Regions from separate parts of the Astyanax mexicanus genome. Here region 2 is linked to region 1. A link is a contact called in public Hi-C data. All regions are on one chromosome and are shown on one strand. The core of a region is the stretch at or near the end of the contact, and the rest is flanking DNA. Distances in the headings are between cores, read along the strand shown. Region 1 holds the start of ksr1a (kinase suppressor of ras 1a). Region 2 overlaps ksr1a (kinase suppressor of ras 1a).

Evidence for each region. A called contact is a pair of places that touch in the nucleus more often than the background predicts.
Region 2: a Hi-C map of muscle shows a contact between it and region 1, with 8 times the contacts expected there. The contact joins the enhancer-like site here to the promoter of ksr1a in region 1. A contact is called at or near these places in 2 of 3 Hi-C or Micro-C datasets (both in muscle).

What each region holds. Positions count from the first base shown.
Region 1 is chr20:5,349,614-5,355,074 of AstMex3_surface, forward strand. It overlaps ksr1a (kinase suppressor of ras 1a), which reads left to right and starts at 2,852. Exons shown (of 19, transcript XM_022680976.2): 1 at 2,852-2,942. The coding sequence starts at 2,910.
Region 2 is chr20:5,397,095-5,402,555 of AstMex3_surface, forward strand. ksr1a (kinase suppressor of ras 1a) reads left to right here. Exons shown (of 19, transcript XM_022680976.2): 7 at 671-754; 8 at 846-907; 9 at 1,002-1,111; 10 at 2,323-2,491; 11 at 3,332-3,373; 12 at 4,519-4,567; 13 at 4,675-4,738. Among protein-coding and RNA genes, the nearest start is that of LOC103047365, 15 kb to the right of the region's middle. Within about 2 kb of position 2,422, the one cell type or tissue checked has an H3K27ac peak away from gene starts, as active enhancers do.

The DNA of each region.
Region 1 (5,461 bases), core at 1,602-4,101:
TTAAACCCTACCTTCTACAAAGAGTGATTAAATACCATTAGATACCAGAATTCTGCAAGAACCTTGTTCTTCTTCCTCAAAGAATGCACTAAAAACCAAATTCTTGCCATTTATGATGCTCATTCAAAGGAAAACATGTCATTTGAACCACGACCAGAAAATGAACCATTTCTGGTGGTGTTTAAAAAAAGGTATCAATTTATCCTTTTTATATATAGTTTCAGCATTAAAATAACCATTAAATATGCATTTGTGCATTTGTTGGTGTTACAGAGACTTACTAGCATCCCAAGTCTTGCCATATATATATGTACATATATATTTCTGACCACAACTATATTTATAATGGATTTAGATTAGAGCCTAGGGCATTTATGTTTGTATAAATGTATGTATATATCATTATACTTGACCATCTGTATATGGTACAACTGTTGCAAAATACCATGCATGGCTTGTTTGGAAATGGTTTGGTTTCCTAAAGAGATTCCTAAAGTGTAATAATTATGCCATAGAACCATTTAAATTAATTAAAAAGAGCAGCATAATAAATTTATTTCACCATCTCAAACAATATAATTCAGTGAAAGTGTTTACTAATTAAATATGCAATATGCATGGTTATGGTGGTAAAATTATTTATTATTTGTAGGCCTGTCACAATAACTATTTTTGTGGGAACAATAAATTATTCCAGAAATAGTTGTGATAAAGGATAAAATTGAATTTAAGATTATTATTATGCCATTTGTATAATGAGTGTTTGTTATTATACCACAATGAAACAATTGTACTCTTTTAAAGAGAAACTAACAATTCTTAATCTAATAATTAAGAATATTTATTTTGAAATATACTAATAAATAATAATTAAATAAAACATAAATGCAAAAAAATCTGATGGTATACTGGTTTATTCACATTAAAGAATTCTTCTTTCTAAGAAGTTCATAAGCTCACTGAGGTTAATGAAAAATAATTGAGGTTATGTTTATATATTGTACAATAAGCCAATTATGTTATTACTGTTACAGGTCCAGTTATATCATGGCATATCGCTTATCAAAATTTCTCTTAAACATATCGCTTGTCATTTCACTCAGCCATAATTCATATTAATAAACACTATAGTATATGTATCTATTGATCTATTATGGTTGTTTATAGGATAAAACAGTAGCTGACCCTGAGAGCTGAGTGTGATAATGAGTGTACCTGAGCCCTGCTGCTGCTGCTGGTGGTAGGTTAGATTCTGGTGGTGGTAAGCAGGAATGCACACAAAGCTGCTTGTCTCAGGTGCTTTCAGTCATCAGGGGACAGACTATCATATTCCCTCAATCCAATTTACTCCGCTGTGATGCAGAGAGAGATTCCTGCAGGCTGAAATGTGACCCGAGGCCTGGCCAATGGCTGCGCGGCCTGCAGGATTCAGACTGTACGCAGGGGAATGGCGTATAGATTAGGTGAGCTGGTTTATTAGGTACACCATTTAATCAGAAACACCTATATTACAGTGCAGGTGTGTTTAGGGGTGTTAAATTACTGACTGTAGACCATGTTTTAGAGCAGCCTGTATCACTCCCCCCACCTTTATCTGATAATTAATGAAAAAGGAAATTATTGAAAATGCAAATATCATTGGTAGTTTTCTGCACAGTAGTGGCAGGGGTCATCGTTAGGGTGACATTACATTGCATTACATTAAATTACATGTAGTGTATGCTTTTATCCAAAGAGACTTTCAATTATTTAGCAATAGAGGACATAGGTAAAAAAAAATAATAATATTTTTTTTTTGACAGGGCCTAAAGGAGGCCAAAGCGGAACAGTGGGATAGAAGAGGAAAGAAGAGAAAGAAGGAAATGAGGGTAGAAGTTGTTACTTTGTTAAAGGTGGGTAGGAATGAAAAATAGAGCTGGGTGTCATCAGCAAAGCAACGATAGGAGAACCCATGTGAGCGGATAACCTGACCTAGAGAAGAAGTTGCATATGGAAAAAAGAAAGGGGTCCCAGTACAGAGCCCTGGGGAACCCCAGTGGACAAGGAGTGGGCTAAGGACAGCTGTCCTAGCCATGACATCTTAAATGTTTGAGAGTATAGATAGGAGGAAGTCATAAATGACTGTGTTTTGACATCATGTAAACAAAAAAAGGCATGGGAACAAGATAATTAAGGTGTAAGAACAAGTTTGAAATAAATTATAGCCATTAAGGCTTTGCCACAAGGTACTTTTTTTCACAGCTAACAAAGCAGCTCTCAGGGGTTGTTAACAATATGACGCCTTAATAACACACATTAGGATCTCATGCTCATGCCTTAATAAGTAGTGGCCACACATTTATTTATTTATTTATTTATTTATTTATTATTATTATTTTTTTTTTTTATATGATGTCACCTTAGAGGCTCCAAAGTTGTTCAAAGGAAAACATTTCCTTTACTCATGTTTATGATATCAGAATACTGTGATTCTGCGAACCATTTCCTGTGGTGTTTCTAAATGGATACATTTATCCTTTTTATATATAGAGTCAGCATTAAAAGTGGCCAGTAAAATTGCATTTGTTGGTATTACAGAGACTTAATAGCATCCCATTCATCGAGTCCTATCTAAAATAGCAACTTAATGCATCAGCTTTTCTAGTTTTCTGATGTTAATAAAGGCATTTGCACCAATTACAATGTCCTGTAGTCTAAAAGACTGCACACTGCACTGCACTGCAGACAGTGTGTGTATTGTAGCTGCTTGTTGTGCACGTTGCATTAATTGGATTTGAAGCCTTAAGGCTCACAACCTCGGCTTGGCCTCAAAGGCATGGTGAGGTTAGCCCAAGCGAATCCCTCTCAGGTCTAGACGAGGGGCTGTATTCACGCAGACGGTCAGTCTCTGGACACTGCGGCCTCTTCTGATGCTCGTGGGGGACATCCTGCACATCCTGCAGGTGAGGGAACTGGAGAATTTTAGTGGCAACTTAGTCATTTAGATAGAGGGTGTTTGGAGGAAGGGCATATTGTATATACAACCAGACAGCATCTCAATATCCAACTCTTTGTGTGGGAATGACCCTCTATGGGCCTTTCCCTTTCTACATAATAGTGAAGCATAATTCGTTTATTTGTTCTTTATTCTATACTTGCAGTTTTGCTCACAATCATATAATTTCAAAATCTCATTTTGCTTAAGTTGTAATGTTTTTAAAATAAGGTTAGCACTTTTAGAAGACTATAAAATATGTGTGGCTGCAAAACAGATTATGCTAAAATCAGAGAATTGCGGCTGGTAATACCAGCAGACCCCAGTAGGTGTAGTCCTTACCAAAGCATCTGAGTTTAACATGTGAAATTTTGGTCCAATACTGTAATAATGTAGATTATATGATTGTTTGTTTTCTGAATAGTGAAGGATTTTGCAGCTTAGCACACTCTTGTTTGAGTACATTTGCTTTGTTTGTTTGTTGTGTTACTTTTTCTACTTTTTCTACTTTTACGTCATGTCAGAACATAGTAGTAACATTTTAATCCCTACACTACTAAACCTGTTTTATAAATAATACTATAAATCCTAATTTCATTTATTCATTGATCTATTGTGTTGTAGTTACTGAACGTTTCATAGTAGTAACTAAATAATGCACAGTGGACACTAAATAAATCAGAATAGGGCTTTCATAATTCATAGTGGGTACTGAATGATGCATAGTGCATATGAATAATTCATAGCATATACAAAATAAATAAAATTGTATAGTGGTAATGATTCTAAGCATTAACTAAACAATTCATTGTGGACATTGAGGAGTTATAAGTAGATTTTATTTTGAAGAACTAAATAATGAATTGCAGTAAAAGAATAATTCACAGAGGATACTGAAGAATAAATTTATAGTGGATACCGGGGATTTCTCAGTAGGTGCTGCATAATTTATAGTTACAGTAAATAACTCATAATGGATACTGAATAATTCATAGTAGTAACTAAATAATGAATTGCAGTAACTGAATAATTCATAGAGGATACTGACAAATATATTTATAGTAGATACTGAAAATTTTAAAGTAGTAACTGAGGTGACTGAATATTTCATAATAGATACTAAAGAATTCGTAGTGAATAGTGAACAATTCATAGTAATTACTGAATAATTAATAGTGGATAGTGAATAATTCATTGTAGATACTAAATATGTTTAATAACAATCTGTTTACATCAAGGACACCCCATCAACAACTTGAGTTACATACATACATACATACATACATTATGCAATATTTTTATATAAAAAATAAACATTTTCATTAGAAACACCAGTCATAATATCATAATGCAATTCACATTAATGCACTTTGTGTCTCCAATGTTGGAGTAAAATAAAAAAGTCAAGTGCATATTGTGACATTATATGCTAAAATGATGCTGAAACAGTATGTAATGCAAAAATCATTCATCTGCTGTTTTTTGGAGGTTCACTCTGTCACTGTGTTGCCTGTAGTTAGTACTAGATAGATGACTCAGGGTTCTGCAGGACTGGAGATATGTGGTTTTGGTGACAGCAGGAGAATACAGTACAGTTAGAGAGCAGAAACTGTGTTTTGGCGTGATCCGGCTCACAGAGAGGCAGCGAGGCCTTTCTGAGACACAGTGTTCGCTGAGGGACAGATGGAGTGAGAGGCAATACTTGGAGAGTGACTCAGCACTGAGACGGGAACGTTTAATATGGGAGAACATCACACCTTCACAGAGATGAGAAATATCTGCCACGGCAACACTGTCAGCGTGTCCCAAAAAACCCCAACCACCCTCCCTCCCTCCCTCCCTCCCTCTCTTACTGTCTTCTGTTTCTCACTCTCTTTCTCTCTCACTCTTGCAATAATTTACTCATCTGAAGGCCTAATTAGAACCTGTTGTACACGACTGTCAATATCAATAAGACAATATCATATATTATATTTAATTCTATATTAATTCTATATATTCAGGGTTTCAAAAAGCTTAAAAATCAGAAAATGTCTTTATTTATTTTTTTATTGTATTTAATTTAATATATGGACACATGTTTATCGTTCACAGTTTATTCAGATTTTGTTGGAGGAAGTCTACTTTTCTAATCTACTTTTGAAAAAAAGGCTACTAAATTCTGGAGCATTGCTGTGAGTATCCGTAACTCCCCAACTCATCACAAAGGTATTGGATGGATCACCATCATACCAGAGAACACAGTTTCACAGCTCTATACTGCCTGGCATTGGGAAAGTTTCATATTTATCTGCTCCATTGTCCTATTCTTTTGGAAATATTTCTCTAGAAGGGGTAGACAAGCTGTGTGTGTGCATTTGCACGTCTGTATTTTATATAGCTGAATGTGAACATGCTGGTGTTCTGACCCAATCTATCCCAGGAATACCTGAGAGATACAATGTTTGACTTTGTGACATTCAGAACTCTTCTCTTCCTCACCAGTTA
Region 2 (5,461 bases), core at 1,172-3,671, 47 kb after region 1:
TATTAAGGTTGTCCTTCATCTTGCCAGCCCTTCATTAGTGGTCAGTGGTCAGTCTAAGCTGGATATTTTTTGGTGGACCAAAATTCTCAGCTCCACAGTTGTTGATATACTGGTACCAGTGCAATGGTTCTTTGAGGGATGCCAGATAGAACCCAGGTATTCAAATCTGGACTTTGTTATCACTCAGGGATCAAATGTTAAACCTACCAAATGTTTGAGTGCATCAGTTGTAAAGTTGTGTAGAGGTAGAGTTACAGGTATACAGTGAATAGCCCTATTTGAGTAATGTTCTAATCCATAATATGGTAAGAAATACTCTACTTATTAAAGAAAACCATTCAGAACATTATGATAAAACTGGCACTCATCAGGATCATCCCAGGAAATAAAAAGGAGGAGTCAGAATGTGGATCTTCTATGGCAACATCGAAAGAACAATTTGATATAGATCATTTGTTAAGAGTAAATACTGGCATTACTGTCTTGAGACTGATGTGCCATCCAAATGATCAGCCCTGACACTGAAAACTACAGGCTGTAATTTCTCACGTATTTGGTAGGTGTTTCTAATAAAGTGGCCACTGAATGAAAAAAAAAAACCTAGATAGATATTTCTAATAGATGTGGATGAAAAGTATGGAATGTTTATTTATGTTTATTATTTATTAAGGTTCTCCACCAAGTCCTGGCTGTCACAGACGTGTCAAGTGTGTCAGAAGAACATGATCTTCGGAGTGAAGTGTAAACACTGCAGGTGTTTTTTTTTTTTCTAAGTGTCTTAAGCTGACCTGAGACTTCACTTACAGTTTCTATGAATGTTCTTACATCTGCTTTAATCTCCGCAGGTTAAAGTGTCACAATAAATGTACAAAAGAAGCTCCATCCTGCAGAATATCGTTCCTTCCCAGTAAGTGTCTCCTCACTCATACTCTATTCAGTAAACGACCGCAGAGTCCTTTAAAAGCTTCAGTCTCATATTTCTTCACTGTTCCTTCCCTCAGTCACTAAGATCCGGAGGACGGAGTCCGTGCCGTCGGACATCAACAACCCTGTGGACCGCCCGGCCGAGGCTCCGCAGTTTGGCACCTTACCAAAGGCAATAACCAAGAAGGTACTGACCTTTATGATACACTAAAACAATAAACACTTCAGAATATGCATAGAGAGAGAGAGCAGCTGCTTCTTTCTTTTTCCTGCAAAAGCTGGGAAAAAAATTCAGTTACACAGTAGAGGTAGACAATATGGTGAGAGTATATCACAATACTTTTCATGATATCAGATTTTTAAAAATCAAAATTTCACATCATATACATGATATGATTCAGTTTAAGTTGAGACCCTACACAAAATCACATTTTGGTTCACACTGTGGTTCATCAGTTCAGTATAATATAGGGCTGCACGATATATATCGTTTCAGCATCGTCATCTCGACATGTGCAACATGCGCAATAGTCCCTTAAGGCAATTAAATCAAACACGTCATGCTGCAATGTTTTGATTCTTGACACAAGAAGTACTGTAGATACACAGCGCTGTCTCTGTGTCTGTGTAGGTGACAGGCTGCTGCTGCCTAAGAAGCGTGGGGGCTCGGGGAAGCGCTCGGGGGGGAGGGGGGAGCATGGCCGCATGGTCTCCATCCACATGGTTGGGCACGTGCTTGTAAACACACTTGTCGAAAGCTTTTGCGCAGATATTTCCAGTTACAGCTGAATTCACGCTTTTAATTCCGGTAAAATGCTCTTATTTACCTTTTAAAAAAGTCATTTAAATGCCTGATTAAAGGGCCAATCACTGTTGTTTTGCTGTTTTCCTCTGGTTTTGAGTGCATTGTTTAATATTGTGATATATATCGACGGAAAAATATATATTTTTTTCCAATATCGTGCAGCCCTAGTACAATAGGACAAAAAGTTTCAAACTATCAAATAGACTGTCATATAAGTAACATTGAGTTTCACCTAGTATCAGATTAGTACAGCCTGTAGAGTGTAGGATAAAAGTCTTACTGTACTTAAGTACTGAAATACTGTATCTTTATCTACTGGAGTATTATTTTTACTTCACTACTGTACTTAAGTACTGAAATACTGTATCTTTATCTACTTGAATATTATTTTTACTTCACTGTTGATCTTATTAGAAGATTTCGCTGCTCCTGTTCTGCCTTTTACTCTGAAAACTTTCCACTGCTTTCTGTAATAACTACAGTATTGTACTTTTACTTTTGGTACTTCACTACTACATTTTACTATAAACTACTCATTTACTGTATCTGTCTCTCTCTTTCTTTTTAACTGTCTTGTTCCTTTTCTCCTGTAGGATCATCCTCCCGTACTGAATCAGCTGGACTCCAGTAGTAATCCCTCCTCCACCACCTCCTCCACGCCCTCTTCTCCTGCCCCCTTCCAGCAAAGCAACCCACCTAGTGCCACACCACCCCCAAACCCCTCTCCCAAAGGTCACCGTGACAACCGCTTCCACTTCCCAGGTGAGTATTTAGCTATAGTCAAATGATCCACAGTGTCACGTGTATAGCATGAACAGGGTAGTGGTTGGTAATAAATGCTACAAGTGGCATCATATACAGTACATTATAGTACATCTGTAATAACACTGCCAGGTATAACTGATTTCAGATATTTCCCCCTTTATACCTTTTGTAACACACTAACACATACAGCTCTGTAACAAACATAAGAGACCACTTAAAAATGATGAGTTTCTTTGATTTTACCAAATTGAAAAGCTCTGGAATATAATCAAGAGGAAAATGGATGATAACAAGCCATCAAACCACCAAGCTGAACTGCTTGAATTTATGCACCAGGAGTAAAGGCATAAAGTTATCCAAAAGCAGTGTGTAAGACTGGTGGAGGAGAACATGATGCCAAGATGCATGACAACTGTGATTAAAAAACAGTTTTTCCTGAACTCTTAAAACTTTATGATTTTATAACTATATGAACTTGTTTTCTTTGCATTATTTGAGGCCTGAAAGCTCTGCGTCTTTTTTGTTATTTCAGCCATTTCTCATTTTCTGCAAATAAATGCTCTAAAAAACAATGTTTTTTTTATTGGGAAGAAATGTTGTCTGTAGTTTACAGAATAAAAGAACAATGTTCCTTTTACTCAAACATAAACCTATAAATAGCAAAATTAGAGAAACTGATTCAGAAACTAAAGTGGTCTCTTAATTTTTTCCAGAGCTGTATTTCTAATAAAGTTGTTGTGGGCATACTTGGGTCCAGTCTTGCCTTTTAACCCCAGACTTTCTTCTCTGTTAATCTTCCTGCCTGTCGATTTCTCTCCTCATTCCTTGTCCCTAAAGCTGCCTGCTACTTTCAGCATAGACAACAGTTTATCTTCCCCGGTGAGTTCAAGAAGCCCTGAAACGTTCACGCAGTGTCCTGAACCTTGCTATCCAGACATCATCGTAGGCTTTAAAGGAGTAGTTCAGTCAGCTTATTACGAGATCCGAATCCCGGTCATGCAGCTTGCCATCAGCTGCCAGAGCCCTGAGAGAGCACAATTGGCCTTGCTCTCTCTGGGTGGATAGATGCCACTCTTTCCTCTCGTGACTACAAAAAGGGTGATGTGGATCAGCACAAGGCTGCGTCTGTGAGCTAATGTATCGGAACCGAGTCGCTGCGTTTTCCCTTCGAGTGTGCTGTGATGCTACTCGGAAATGCTGCATCCGCAGCAGTTTAAAAAGAGGCGGAGTTTGACTTCACATGTGCATGTGCTAGTCTTCACCCTCTTTGTGTTGGGGGGATATACAGCTGATTAGCAGCTGAATGGGTGGAACAATTGGCCACAGATATTGAGGACAAAAAGGATAAAAAAAAAGGATTTAAAAAAAAATTATTGTTATATTGTATTACTGCAACTAATTAAATGTTACAGTTTTATTTAGTATAAATATAAGCACTCCTTTAAACATTTAAACAACAGTAACTAACCAAAACTCCTTTTTCATATGAAAAGATTTTGTATAAAATAGTAATAATGTAGCATAAAATGATTTAATGTAGCATAAAATCTGCCACAGAAAAAAAAGAATATTTAATACATGCTTCTGAACAAACATAAAAAGTATACAAACATACCTAAAATAAGAGCTTCAAAGTAAATAGCAAAACCAATTGTTTTAAAAGTTATGACATTAATATTATGTGCGATACAACATGGCACACCCCTAATTCCAGATTATATCAGATTAGATTGATGTTTGCCAATAACTCTATATTATATCAAATTAATGTATTAGCCTTTTAGCGTGTCTGTTGATCTACTCCTTTAACTATATAAGGACAGGTGCATGTCCATGTCTTGTGATTTGCATGAACTGGTCTGATGTTTGTAACGTGGTTCTAGATGCCTCCTGCTGGTGAGTTGTGTTACTGCATGTCTGGGCTGATGATGTTCAGGTGCTGTAGAAGGAGCTAGTGTGTGTTTGCTGCACAGTGCACATATCTGTGCTTCAGGGTCTAACCGTAATCTTTTTCTTTCACCCAGATGTGTCCAGCTCTAATACTCTGCACCCAGAAGGCCTAATAGACACAGTGTAAGAGGGCTTAACTGAAATACATGAGATATATATGGTTAATATGTGCATTTGCTCTGTTTAAGTGTCCTAATGGAATTAATGACTTCTCTCTTTACCTCCATCAGCAATGAGACTGACGCATCTGCAGAGGATCCACATGCTGAGCTGGCTGAGCATGAAGATGGAGAGGTAAGATAAAGGGATTTACATTATTTGATTTACAAATCCATATGGATACCTGAAATTAAGGGTATTTAAATAGTTTATCCTTCTTTTGTTGGAGTAATTGTCTCTGAAAGAAGACATTCTACTTGATTTTGTTGGTGGAATTTTGAGCATTTCAGAGAACATAGTTTTGCTAGTCGTTAGCTGCTAATGCTAATGCTGCTGCACCCAGCCTTAGTGGAAATCTGGAAATCTGAGCTTACTGTAAATAAACTGAAGTGCTTTACTTGATCTTACTTATTTTTTTTTTTAACAATTTAGCCAAGCCAGTTAACCCACCCACTTTCTGAGACTCCTATGAGAAAAGTTTGATATAAACATATAAAAATCCCTACATAAAAGACACATCTAATGTCTTCTGACAGACAGTATGTAGTTCCAATTGTATGTCGCATGAAAAGCCATTCTTTATTAATATTATGTAATAAGAATACGAATTTTTCCTCTGAATATAATTGCTACATGCAATATGTAAATATTGCTGTTATTCTTTACATTATGTTCACATTTTGTGATGAATTGACCAATAGAAATGCTTAAAATGACTTTAAAAAAAGAATAAAATCCTTTTACATTGACTACCATCGTTTTTTTTTTTTTTCCTTCTTTGTACAGTTACTATTTGGGACATTTTGGACATTTGTTGTGTGACATCATCAATATGTAGTTTATGTAGACTAAGCAATC